Linked DNA regions of Nothobranchius furzeri: region 1 is linked to region 2. Evidence: chromatin contacts called from public Micro-C data. All regions are on one chromosome and are shown on one strand. Each heading gives the region's core, a stretch centred on a gene start, on an enhancer-like site or on the middle of the called end of the contact. The rest is flanking DNA. Distances are from core to core; before and after follow the strand shown.

Evidence for each region. Hi-C and Micro-C count contacts between places; a contact is called where the count stands out from the background.
Region 1: a contact with region 2 is called in a Micro-C map of tail fin, with 9 times the contacts expected there. The contact joins the promoter of LOC107391562 here to the enhancer-like site in region 2. A contact is called at or near these places in 2 of 2 Hi-C or Micro-C datasets (skeletal muscle and tail fin).

Annotation. Positions count from the first base shown.
Region 1 is chr4:1,961,664-1,967,204 of NfurGRZ-RIMD1, reverse strand. It overlaps LOC107391562 (E3 ubiquitin-protein ligase SMURF2), which reads left to right and starts at 3,287. Exons shown (of 20, transcript XM_015968921.3): 1 at 3,287-3,553. The coding sequence starts at 3,502. LOC107391593 (importin subunit alpha-1) reads left to right here. Exons shown (of 11, transcript XM_015968953.3): 6 at 168-262; 7 at 543-806; 8 at 1,179-1,412; 9 at 1,513-1,695; 10 at 1,769-1,918; 11 at 2,255-2,379. The coding sequence ends at 2,341.
Region 2 is chr4:1,915,993-1,922,002 of NfurGRZ-RIMD1, reverse strand. It overlaps LOC107391562 (E3 ubiquitin-protein ligase SMURF2), which reads left to right. Exons shown (of 20, transcript XM_015968921.3): 8 at 47-258; 9 at 1,703-1,787; 10 at 2,216-2,374; 11 at 2,837-2,890. Among protein-coding and RNA genes, the nearest start is that of LOC107391544, 38 kb to the right of the region's middle. Within about 2 kb of position 4,467, at least 1 of the 3 cell types and tissues checked has an H3K27ac peak or open chromatin away from gene starts, as enhancers often do. A contact at or near this core is called in tail fin, where this site is marked.

The DNA.
Region 1 (5,541 bases), core at 2,038-4,537, 46 kb before region 2:
TAAGTAAAGTATGATCAGTTCTTGCTGAGTTCTTGTCTACTGAGTGTAACGATGACCACCTCAATTATCCGACTATAGTTCTAAACAAGTGGTCGTGCATCTTTATTTAATCTGTTATTTCATGCTAATAAGAAATAAATAGAATTTTTTTTTTTTAAATAATGTAGGCGATGGACCCGACTGCAGAGATTTGGTGATCAAACATGGTGGACACGGCTTTGTCGTGGCCTTGGTCGAATCTCCAGACCTGTCAACATTTCCTGTAAGTGTCTCAGATGTTCATGTATGCACACACTTTAATATTTTAATCTTTTTCATGTTGATTATGTCGTAAAGCAAACTTAAGTCTCACACAGGCTGTAGTTTACATCTATCATTCTTTGTGGGTGAAAAAGTTGTTATTTATTACTGATGAAAGATTAGTATGCAGTTTAAGAAGCATTAGGTCTTTGTAGGAATGGGAGTGAATTAGTTTTTAACATAATATTTCTATTCATTGTATTATGGGCCTTTGTTTCTAATGTATAACTTTTTTTGTTAAGCTTGCCTTTATACGCAACATCACCTGGACACTTTCCAACCTGTGTCGACACACGGATCGCCCCCCTCCCTTAGAGGCAGTGAAGCGGATGCTTCCTGCCCTGGTGAGGCTCCTCCACCATAATGACAAGGAGGTCCTGTCCGGCGCCTGCTGGGCTGTGTCCTACCTGACCAGTGGGTCCAACGAGAGGATAGAGGTGGTGGTGCAGACTGGCTTGGTTCCCAGACTCGTACAGCTCCTCTCCTGTGGGGAACACTCTATTCTGGTACGTTGACTCAAGATTAGATGCACAAATGTCTGAGACTGAATCCCAAGCGCTTTGAGCTGCAATCTTTGTATGAAAAGCACTTTATAAATAAAGCTTTGATAGATTGACTTCAAAGATGCATCACAGCATATTTGCAGATGCTAGGAAACAGATTTAATGTCTTCATTTTGTTTATTTATGACATTAATACCAGTTTCTGTTTCATGCTACTAATAATATTTCAGCCTCTTATTGTTTGTTTTTATTTTGAAGCTGAAGATGGCCACATCTTAGTATTTGTGCTTTTAATGCTCATTTAACTGCTGCCTCATGCATGGTGGCTGAGTTTCAAATGCCCACATAATCAACTTGCTCTTCTTCTCTTCGCAGGCTCCCGCTCTCAGATCACTTGGTAACATCGTGACCGGGACAAATGAGCAGACTCAGTGTGTTCTTAACGCAGGTGCCCTGGCAGTGTTCCCTGCTCTGCTCTGCCATCGCAAGTCCAACATCCAGAAAGAAGCGGCCTGGGCTGTGTCCAACATCACTTCAGGCAAAGCAACCCAGATTCAGGAAGTCATCGATGCAGGCCTGATCCCCTTGCTGGTACAGATCCTCCAGCAGGTCAGAATAAGAGGAGATGGAAAATCACATTTTGCTGCTGATGTGTTTCTTTCTTAGAGCACATCCTTCATTGACTAAAATCTCTGTGCTCCGTGTTTAGGCAGATTATAAGACACAGCTGGAGGCTGTTTGGGCTGTCATCAACTTAACCAAGGTTGGGACATTGAATCAAGTGTCTTACCTTTACCGCTGCAATGTACTCGGGCCTCTCTTCAATCTACTGACGGTCAAAGACGACACGATTATCTTGATCATCCTGGAAGCAATCAGCAATATATTACAGGTGTGAACCCAGATGCTGCTGGAGGATCATTAAAACTGTTGCTCTTACATTTGTGTCTTCCTGTTTTGTACAGATGGCAGAAAGCGTTGGTGAAGGTGAGAAAGTGTGTCTGATGATTGAGAAGTTGGGCGATTTGGAAAAGATTGAAGCACTGCAGTTCCACAGCAATGAGTCTGTTTATAAGTACTCCAACACCATTATTGACAGATTCTTCTCTGGTCAGGTATTTTTTTTAAATAATTCAGATTATCTATGTGATTTACTTTCAGTATATTAATCCAATTTTTGGTAGGAAAAAAAAACTTATCAGTGATCAAAATTCACCATTTTTGCAAATGTTTAACTTATGGTTGATTTATTTTTTTATTACAGATTTTCAGTTTTCCAATTTTTAGTTTTAGATAAACTTTAATCTTACTAGTGAAGATTAGACACTACACCTGTGTGCTTGTCACATTTTCAACCCTCTATCTGGAGTTTTATTTCCAGAAGTTCCTGAAATCCGTGAAACCTGAAATCTTGAAACACATTTTTTCTCCTGGTTCTCTTTATCTTCCAGAATGAGGACGAGTTTGGGATTCCTGAGGCCAACCCGGACCACTGTGTCTTCCATGCTCCTGACAATCAAAGTACTTTCCAGTTTTGAACTGTGTACTTTGTAGTGTAATAAAAATCATATTTTCATTTTTGCTATTCACTTTTTAAAGTTGTACATAATGGTTCTTAAAAAAATGTTATAAAATATTTTGTAATTAAAATTTTTATTATAGCCTGTTGTCTTTATTGTTTTACTAATAGAAACTGGTTCACAACACTGGGAACTGCATTCGGTGGAAAAAAGTAAAGTGAAGTTTCATTGTTGAGAGGAATTTGGGAGAGGATTTTCTATAACCACTAGGTGGCACTGTGCTCGTTGTTTTGGTGTTCCAAGTGTAGAACTTCACTCAGATTATAGATTTATTTATACAACGTGCACCTGCATGCCGGCTAATTTTTTATTATATAACACTTGATGCTTTTTATTTTATTACTAGTTCTTGATATTTCGTTTCAGAAAAACTTGTCGATTTTAAATATCTTATTTGATTTGAACTGTTTAATGTATACAATATGTAAATATTTTGTCTTGGCGTAACTGTTAACAGATTCATTTGATGTAGCATGCACCAAACCATCCTGATTGTTAATAACCCCACCAAATCACAGCACTAATTTCCATCAGTCACACATTTCAACATTTTATTCATTATTACTGTTCTGTGTCGCGACATGGAAATAGTCTTATTTTGAAACGATAGTGGAGAATATTAGAAAAAAACTTGAAATGTATTACAGAAGCTGCCTTTGTACGTAGAAATGACATTGTTCAGGTGTTTTACTTTGGAAGGAACATACCGGATGTACCTCCACTGCTTTCTGAAGTTTTTTAGCCTTCATCATCGCCATCATCACCAACTTCAGTTTAGCAGCAGGCAAGAACAGACGCCTGTCCCGGATGGAGGACAACCAGCTCATGTACTTTGTGTCAGATTCTCGTGGCACAGTTAGTACCTGGGAATGTAACGAAGTATTTTAACGTTATTATAGGTGACAATGGACCTCGTTGGTGCGAGTATTCTTAGCTATCTGATGTCGATACCTTTATGCTGCATGCACAGTCAGCGTGATTTGCGACGGTGATACTATGAGCTAACCCCAGCTAGCACAGGGATTGTTTTGGAAGATACCTGTTTGAGAAACTCATACGTTGACAAATGAATTAGACACTTTTTCGACAAAGTTGATCAAGGTGGAATATAAAAGGGAATGTCGAACCAAGGAGTTAGGAGAAACGGCCCAGTAAAGCTGCGCTTGACAGGTAAGCGAATTTAAACCCCTTCTTTAGCTAACCAGCCATGCTAGCTGGTTAGCTTTCATGCTAACTATTCACGGTATATCTGCTGAGTGGCTAAACGCACACATATTTAGGCACTATGCTTTTTAAAACGCATTCATCGGTCACGTGGAGTGTTTTAAATACCTAAATGTTTTGAATTCAACTCAGTGCAACATTCTTTCCTTGTTCGCCGCAGCTGTGACTACTACATTGTTTATGTTTAACGTCGGTGCTTAACGCAACGCATCTATCTATGGAAATTTCAATATACTTTAGAAAATAAATCAAACACAGACTGTTTCATTCTCAATGGCCGTGATATTTTCTAAGCAGCAAATTACAAGAAAACCAGTCTAATCATTCTAATGTATTTACATATTAAGATTTACTTTACTAAATACTCATGTTTTTGCTGCGTTTTATCTAGACTTATAATAATGTTCTATGCTATTTTAGTAGAAATTTAGTTTTAGTATTTACTAATTTAGCCACCACTTTTTGACAATTTTAATCAAGTAAAGCTGAATCATTCTGTCTAATCTCCTCTCCATTTGGGCAATGGTTTTCAGACGGAATCTAAAGAATGTGAAACCTTAGAGAGTTTCTCCTGTTCGTACTCATTCAGTGCCATGATGATATGATTTAGAAATTCTCTTCAAAGTGCAGCGGCGTTGCATTTAGACTTTTGTGCCATCATTTATGTCTAAAGCTTTGTGCAAGCTACCAAATATGACATGGCAGTCCAGTTTTTATTTTGCATTATTGTGTAATTTCATTTGACATGTTTTAGTTTCATGGAGGCTGAGAGAACTTGATGTGCTGAAGAAATGCCTCAAATCTTCTCAGCTTTGCTTGCACTTTCTGTGGTTTTGTTGATGAATGCGTTAAAGTAGCGATGCACCGGTATAATGTTTTTGGGCCGATACCGATATTAATAACACAGTTATGGACGATAACTGATATTTGTCGATATTGATATACTGACATTAATGCTTCTAAAATAAGCAGATTTTCTATAGAACGAAAATTATTAAAGTTGCATTTACATTATCATGTACACACACACACACCACACCTGTTTACACTTCTGCGATGATTACAACCACTCTCACACTACTAAACAAATACCCCCCCCCCCCCCCCGAAATGGAAAAACACATGGAAACAAGATGGAAAATTATGGGTTGTTAATATCGGCCCAGTTTTATTTATTGGAACAAAGCCAATATGTTAAAAATTACTAACATCAGCCGATATTGATGCTGATACATCGTGCATCCCTACTTTAAAGAACATCTATGCTTTCTCAGCACGACGAGGGCTCCAATTTTGACTTTCTAATAAAAATTTGTAAAACTCTTAACTGGATCCCTTCAGTCCTGGTAGTCTCTGTTTGTAAACTCTTATTTTACTGCAGGTGTGTGAATTCTGACCTTTTACCAACATTTTTTGTGCATAACAGCTAAAATGATCTATCTTATAGCTTCCTTTGTCTAATTTTCTTAAGTTTGTGGTAGTTTTCTTTTCCACTGGATAGAATTGTGAGGTTTTTAAACAAGAATGACAAAATGTAGAACAGGAAAAAATAATCTCCCATTCTCTTGAGGTCTCATTGCTACACTGTACATCAATGCCTATATTAGATTTCTGCCAGTTCTCTGTTAGCATTCAAGCAAGTAACTAAACCTGCATGGAAATGATCTTACAACTTTTTTTTTTCTGTGTCGACCACATTTTTGTATTTAGGTCTACTGTGTGTGTGTGTGTGTGTGTGTGTGTGTGTGTGTGTGTGTGTGTGTGTGTGTGTGTGTGTGTGTGTGTGTGTGCGTGCGCGCGTGCACCTGCATGTGTGCATTTAACAAAAAAAAAACAACAAAAAAAAACAGGAAGTTAGTGATTAAAACACAGATTCCTAGTCCAGCCACAACATTACCAGTTAGACATTGTGCACACAAGAGATGTTATCTGAG
Region 2 (6,010 bases), core at 3,218-5,717:
TGTGTACTTTTATGAAAGTTGGAGAACATGCTTCTCTCTCCTCCAGGCCGGCGTCGGAGTACTCTAGCCCATCAGGGCGTCCGCTGAGCTGCGTGGTAGACGAGAACACCCCTGTGATGACTCCGGTTAACGGGGCGGTGGCCAGCGGTCCTCCGGGCGAACAGCGGATCCAGGAGCGACGGGTTCGATCACAGCGACATCGAAATTACATGAGTCGGACACACCTGCACACTCCTCCTGACCTGCCAGAGGGTTATGGTGAGACAGAGCCATGAGACGTTCACATGCAAAACAACTAACTATAACACATCATTATGTCCTCGTAACTTTATTTTTTATACATTTATATTCATTATCGCTGAAGATCAACACAGGACCAACGAGACAACAGAAGGTGTATAAGACCACATGGCTACGTAGACAGAATCCTGCTTTTATGTTATGAACCAGCCCAACACTTCGTGAATTTTCATGAATTTCAAAGAAAGGTAGAGCCCTCGGTTAAAAAAAACAAAACAAAACGCATCAGTGGACATGGTGCTTACACCTCAGAGTGCCTGCTGAGTCATTTTAAACAGCCTTAAGAGAAAACTACAAACTCTGAAAAGCCTTTAAGATGATCTATAAATGAATTAGTTGGTATTTCAACACAAACAGAATAAAACAGGCCAAACAAGCACACAGAAGCTTTATGTTTGCGTTTCCGAAGTCTTTTGATGCTTAAAGGTTTTTGAAATGTATGTTTCTATCCACAAAAGGGTAAACTAAATGCTTCTTAAGTGCTTTAGTGTTTAAAGACTGTATTTATCACAGTGACTTTACTTTTAGAGCACAAACACATTGTAAAAAACTCAAGTATATTTATCTAGTAACGGTGGAATCGTTTCTTTTTCCTTCTTCAGGAAAAAAAAGGTGCTTTTTAGAGTCAGCCACGGTCCAACCCACAATACCCACAGAGTCTCTTATAAAAATATATATATTTTAGTTTAAGTGTGGTGCTTTATGCCAGTGATTCAGAATGACACCGTTGGGCCCATGCCTCCTCCTCTGAAAGGTCCTGCAGCATCCAGTCAGGCTGGTGGAGGTCGGACAAAGTGAGTCACCGATGCCCAGCGGCTTCAGAGCTGTCCTCCTCAGCTGAACTCTCTGAACTCCCCTCTCTGGGTGTGGTGAGACGGAGGGGGAGGCGGCGCGAGGAGGGGAAAAGAAATGGAGAGGTGGATAGGAAATAAGAGGTGCCAGTAGGAAGTTGGGTCAGAGGGGTGGTGTTGTGATGGATTAGTCTGTGATTATACACACAACACCACGCCCACACAGATTGTTCCAGAGTTCACTTACTTTGTCCAATAATCCATAAACTCAGTGGGACCAGACAAACGAGACCAAAACACGCTAATCTATGCTTTAGGAAAGCAGCACGGGCGTTTTAATTAAATTTCTAAGCAAAAACACATTTTAGATCTTTGACCATTTTCCTTTATAAATTATTTTCCCCATAAACTCCTGAGAAAACGGTTTATGAGACTTGAGTTCGCCCTGATGAGTTGGTAGGTTAACGCTGTTCTCGTGGTTTGCTTATGTTCATCAGAGCTTGGCAACAAAGCCACACCGTCATCAGCTGCTTGACACCTGCTCCATTTTAGTATTTACGTTTTTGCCCTTAATTTAGTCGCCGTCCTTACCAAATCAAATTTTTTTCCAGAGCAAAGAACAACCCAGCAGGGCCAAGTATACTTCCTCCACACACAGACTGGAGTCAGCACTTGGCATGACCCCCGGGTGCCCAGGTACCTCCTTTATCTTCACCTGTTTCCATTTGAGAGTTAAGAGTTGTTTAATTGTGCTTTTTTGAACCAATTCTCGATAGTTTTATAAAACGTAACTTGCAGCACAGTTGCAGTGTGTCTTTGGGCTCCTTTTCAACGCTGAAGCGCACGAATCAACATCTGGGTCCAGTCCTTCTGGGCAGAGCTGCTGAAATGACCCGGTATTTTTGATGAGGGAAGCATGTTGTGTTTCTCATTCCTGACGGATGTGTCGTCTCATATCTGAACCAGCAGAAATACTCAAGAATTAAAAATGACCACTTTGTTCTGATCAGCCTTCTGTGTGTGTATAAAACAATATCAGGAGTCATAGGAGTCTGAAGTCGGTGAGAAGATCCAGCTCTCCGGTATGCACACAGGAAGGAACGACCTTGTCTTTTTGTTCTCAGGGATCTGAGTAATGTAAACTGTGAGGAGCTGGGCCCGCTGCCACCAGGCTGGGAGATCAGAAACACCGCCACCGGACGGGTCTACTTTGTCGACCACAACAATCGAACCACTCAGTTCACAGACCCGCGACTCTCTGCTAACCTACATCTAGTGCTAAAGTGGGTGAACAAGTTCTTTTCAGCCACTTAGTTTATATCTGGTAGCATGATCACAAATAGTGTTTGATTACAGCAAAGAAATGCTAACCTAGCTTCATCTGTCCTGAGATGTCTTTATACTACTTTATAACTGCTGAGTCAGCTCAATATGGCAACATTTCTGTTTAATACCAGATTCCCTGTTTTTTTAACACGACTGCAAACATGGACTGTTTTCTAGATAATTTCATTGGTTTCCTGCAGCTGCTTTTGGAAAAATTTAATCTCTGTTTTCTGTTCTGTTCTCTCTCTCTATTGATTTCTATTTGTCCCGTCTGTCCTCCTTTTGTTACTTTTTCATCTCACTCTGCTCCAATCCTCTCTTCTCGTGCCATCCATCTCTTTCTGTGTTCTTCCCATCTGTGGTCCTCTCTTGCTTTTCACTCTCTCCTTTTCTCTGCTCTTCTCCTTTTTCTCCAGCAGTCCAAGTCCAAATGGTTCCCGTGTGGCCACGGAAAGCCAGAATACTAACCTCAGGTAACCCCCCCACACACACACACACACACACACACACACACACACACACACACACACACACACACACACACATACATTTATACATTGAAAAGGGGGGAAAAATATATGTACACACAATTGCAAGCAGATAATAAACACATGCCTGCATGCTTAGACAAGGTCTGTAATATATATGAACAATTCTCTTAGCACACACACAGGTGTGTGTGTGTGTGTGTGTGTGTGTGTGTGTGTGTGTGTGTGTGTGTGTGTGTGTGTGTGTGTGTGTGTGTGTGTGTGTGTGTGTGTGTGTGTGTGTGTGTGTGTGTGTGTGTGTGTGAGATAGTTTATGCCTTCTGTCAGCAACCTGCCTTCACCGAGGATCATCAGCTCAGAGGGAGCGGGACTCGTAGTGCCGACCCCACTCAGAGAAACGCAAAACACGTGTTGACGCAGCAGCTGTTAGCTTACCATCAGTTCTTATTTTCTCTTTGACGTGACACTCGGTCCAGAGGAGAGTATAATTAGAGAAATGTCCGAGGGTTCTCATGTAAACAAGAGCCACGGGCTGCATGAGCACGGTAAACAAAATTTATGTTTTTTCCTTCTAGGAGGTTTTGCAAGAAACAAAGGAAAAAAGCAGATTTTTCCTTCTTTTCTTTTCTGGTCTAAACCTTCTGCAATAACAGCGTCTGGCAGGATAAACATGTTTGGGAAATCAACATCTGGTCATTTGGTCAAATAGTATCCATATGTGTGTGAGCCGGCTCTGGTTGTGAGCTGAAGCTCCGCTATGTGCTCCCATCAGCTTCATTAACTGCTCGTCTCACTCCTTATTGGAAGAGATTGATGGGGTCCAGATGATGTTTTAGAACGCTGAAAAGGTCGAGTTTAATTAGCTGTAATGTGGAGTTCAGCTTGTTGCTGTGTGCACATCTAAACACCAAAAAGGATCCAATACAAAATAAAAATTAAAAATGCTTGAGTTCCAGTTCCAGGCAGAGGGTTAGGGTGGTGGTGTGCTGAGATCTATGTCTCTGGGTGGAGTGGAAGGGCAGTTTTATCGCATTTTCCTAGGCGAAAGGGCATCAAGAACACAGGTGGATAAACTGGAAAAAGCTTCAGGTGAGAGTAAATAAACAGCACAGCGACCACATTTACAGATATAATATTTACACGTATTACACACACATTCGTGCTTAGTGAAAATCAAAAATGCACAATGCTTGTGTTCAAAGCCTTTGGTCTGCAAAGAGAAACCAGCCCAACCAGTCATCCCACTTCAAGTCTTTGTTGTTTCATGTGTCATCTCTTCCTTATTTGTTCATTTCCCTTTAACCTCCCTCAACTTTTATTCTTAGTCATTTCTTCCTTTATCTGTCTTACCCCAGACCTGTTTTTAGACACTTGTCTCACACAGATTCAGGACTTCTTTCTTTAATCCAACATCAGAATGAAATATCAGAACATTCAACACCCTCATGGGGGTTGATGACACAAGCAAGCAATTAATCCCTTGATGACCCTTCAGTAATGCAGCTCTGCAAGACGTGACCTGGATGAACAGCTAAATACCACATGCTGGTACTGGTGTTTAAAAATACCAGTTATATCACAATAGAGGCGTTCCTTACAATCAGAAAACAAGTCGAGGAGACAATCCAGAGGCTAGAGCTACATAAAGACTGTAGCAGAACTTTATTGTGAATCTTTGTGTTCTCTTTGTTAAAGGACATGACTTTTTCCACGTGGTAGACCAAGCCTATTCTCCAGCTAGATTTAGCATAAAGATACGTGATGATACCATCAGAAGAAAATGTCCTGATTACATAAAGTATGTTACAAAAACAAAAGTTGCTCTTTAAGGTTAAACTCTATCAAATACAACGATGAGAGCATCAGACGTTGGGTTAAAATTAGGAATTTACTGCTTTTTCAGGGATATCCAATAAAAAAAAATTAAAAACTAAATAATTTTAGCTAGCTACCATCACATAGCTCCCATCATTGATACTTCAATTTTAATCATTATCTGTGCAAAATATGACATCTGCTGCAATTAAAGTAGGGCAAATAGTGTCAAACAAACAAAAACATCTCAAAAACTAAACTTTGTATCGGTCCTTTTTGTTATTTTGAATTAGAAGATAAGTAGCAAGAGTTTGGTATATATTATCAATCAAATTTTATTTGTATTGCGCCTTCCACTGACTTTACAGAATGCTGAACATAACATGAAAACAACAAAAGAGCAACGAGACCATAAGACAGATTAAAACTCCATAAAAGAGTGACTAAAATAACAAAACGGATACTATAAAAGACTAAAATTCTAAAAATCCATATTGCATATAAGCCAAACGATTAAAAAAAGTCTTCAAACAACTCTTTAAGACCTGCAGTGATGGGGACTGTTTGACAACAAGTGGGAGCTTGTTCCATAGTGTTGGAACTAGGACAGAAAAGATCCTATCACCTCTTGTTTTCAGCCTTGTTCTTGGGACGATGAGCAAATCCTGGTTAGCTGAGCTGAGCACATCCCTGCTCATAGTAGGAATGTGTATTGGTGAAATTGTGGCAATACGATATGTGTCACTATACGGGGGAGACGATATAATATATCACGATATATTGCGATACATTCAGCCAGACAATATTGGTGATTTTTTTAGACTGAATTTAATATAGGAGAATTCAATAAACAGTCCAAACTGATACGTAACATGTTTAACATGAGGTATCTGAACCATAATAGAGGGATTTACATTTCAATGTTGGAAACAAATCCCATCTCACACTGCTGCCAACTAGCGGTCTGTGTTTGAATTGCACCAAAAGAAAAGAAAATACACAAATGTTTGCATGTAAATTCTTCCATAAATTATATAAACTGCTTTTGAATATTGATATAATATTGCAGGAAAAAGTATCACAATATATTGCCATATCGATATTTTCGATACACGGCTTTGAATATCAATATTGCTGGAAAAAATATCACGATATATTGCCATATTGATATTTTCTTACATTCCTAATTATGAGTATGGTATGTAAAAGTTGTCATAAAAGGAATACTATGCAACTTTTTCACATTTTTAAGTAATTTTCTTGAGGAATGGGCTAAAATGACCTTTTACT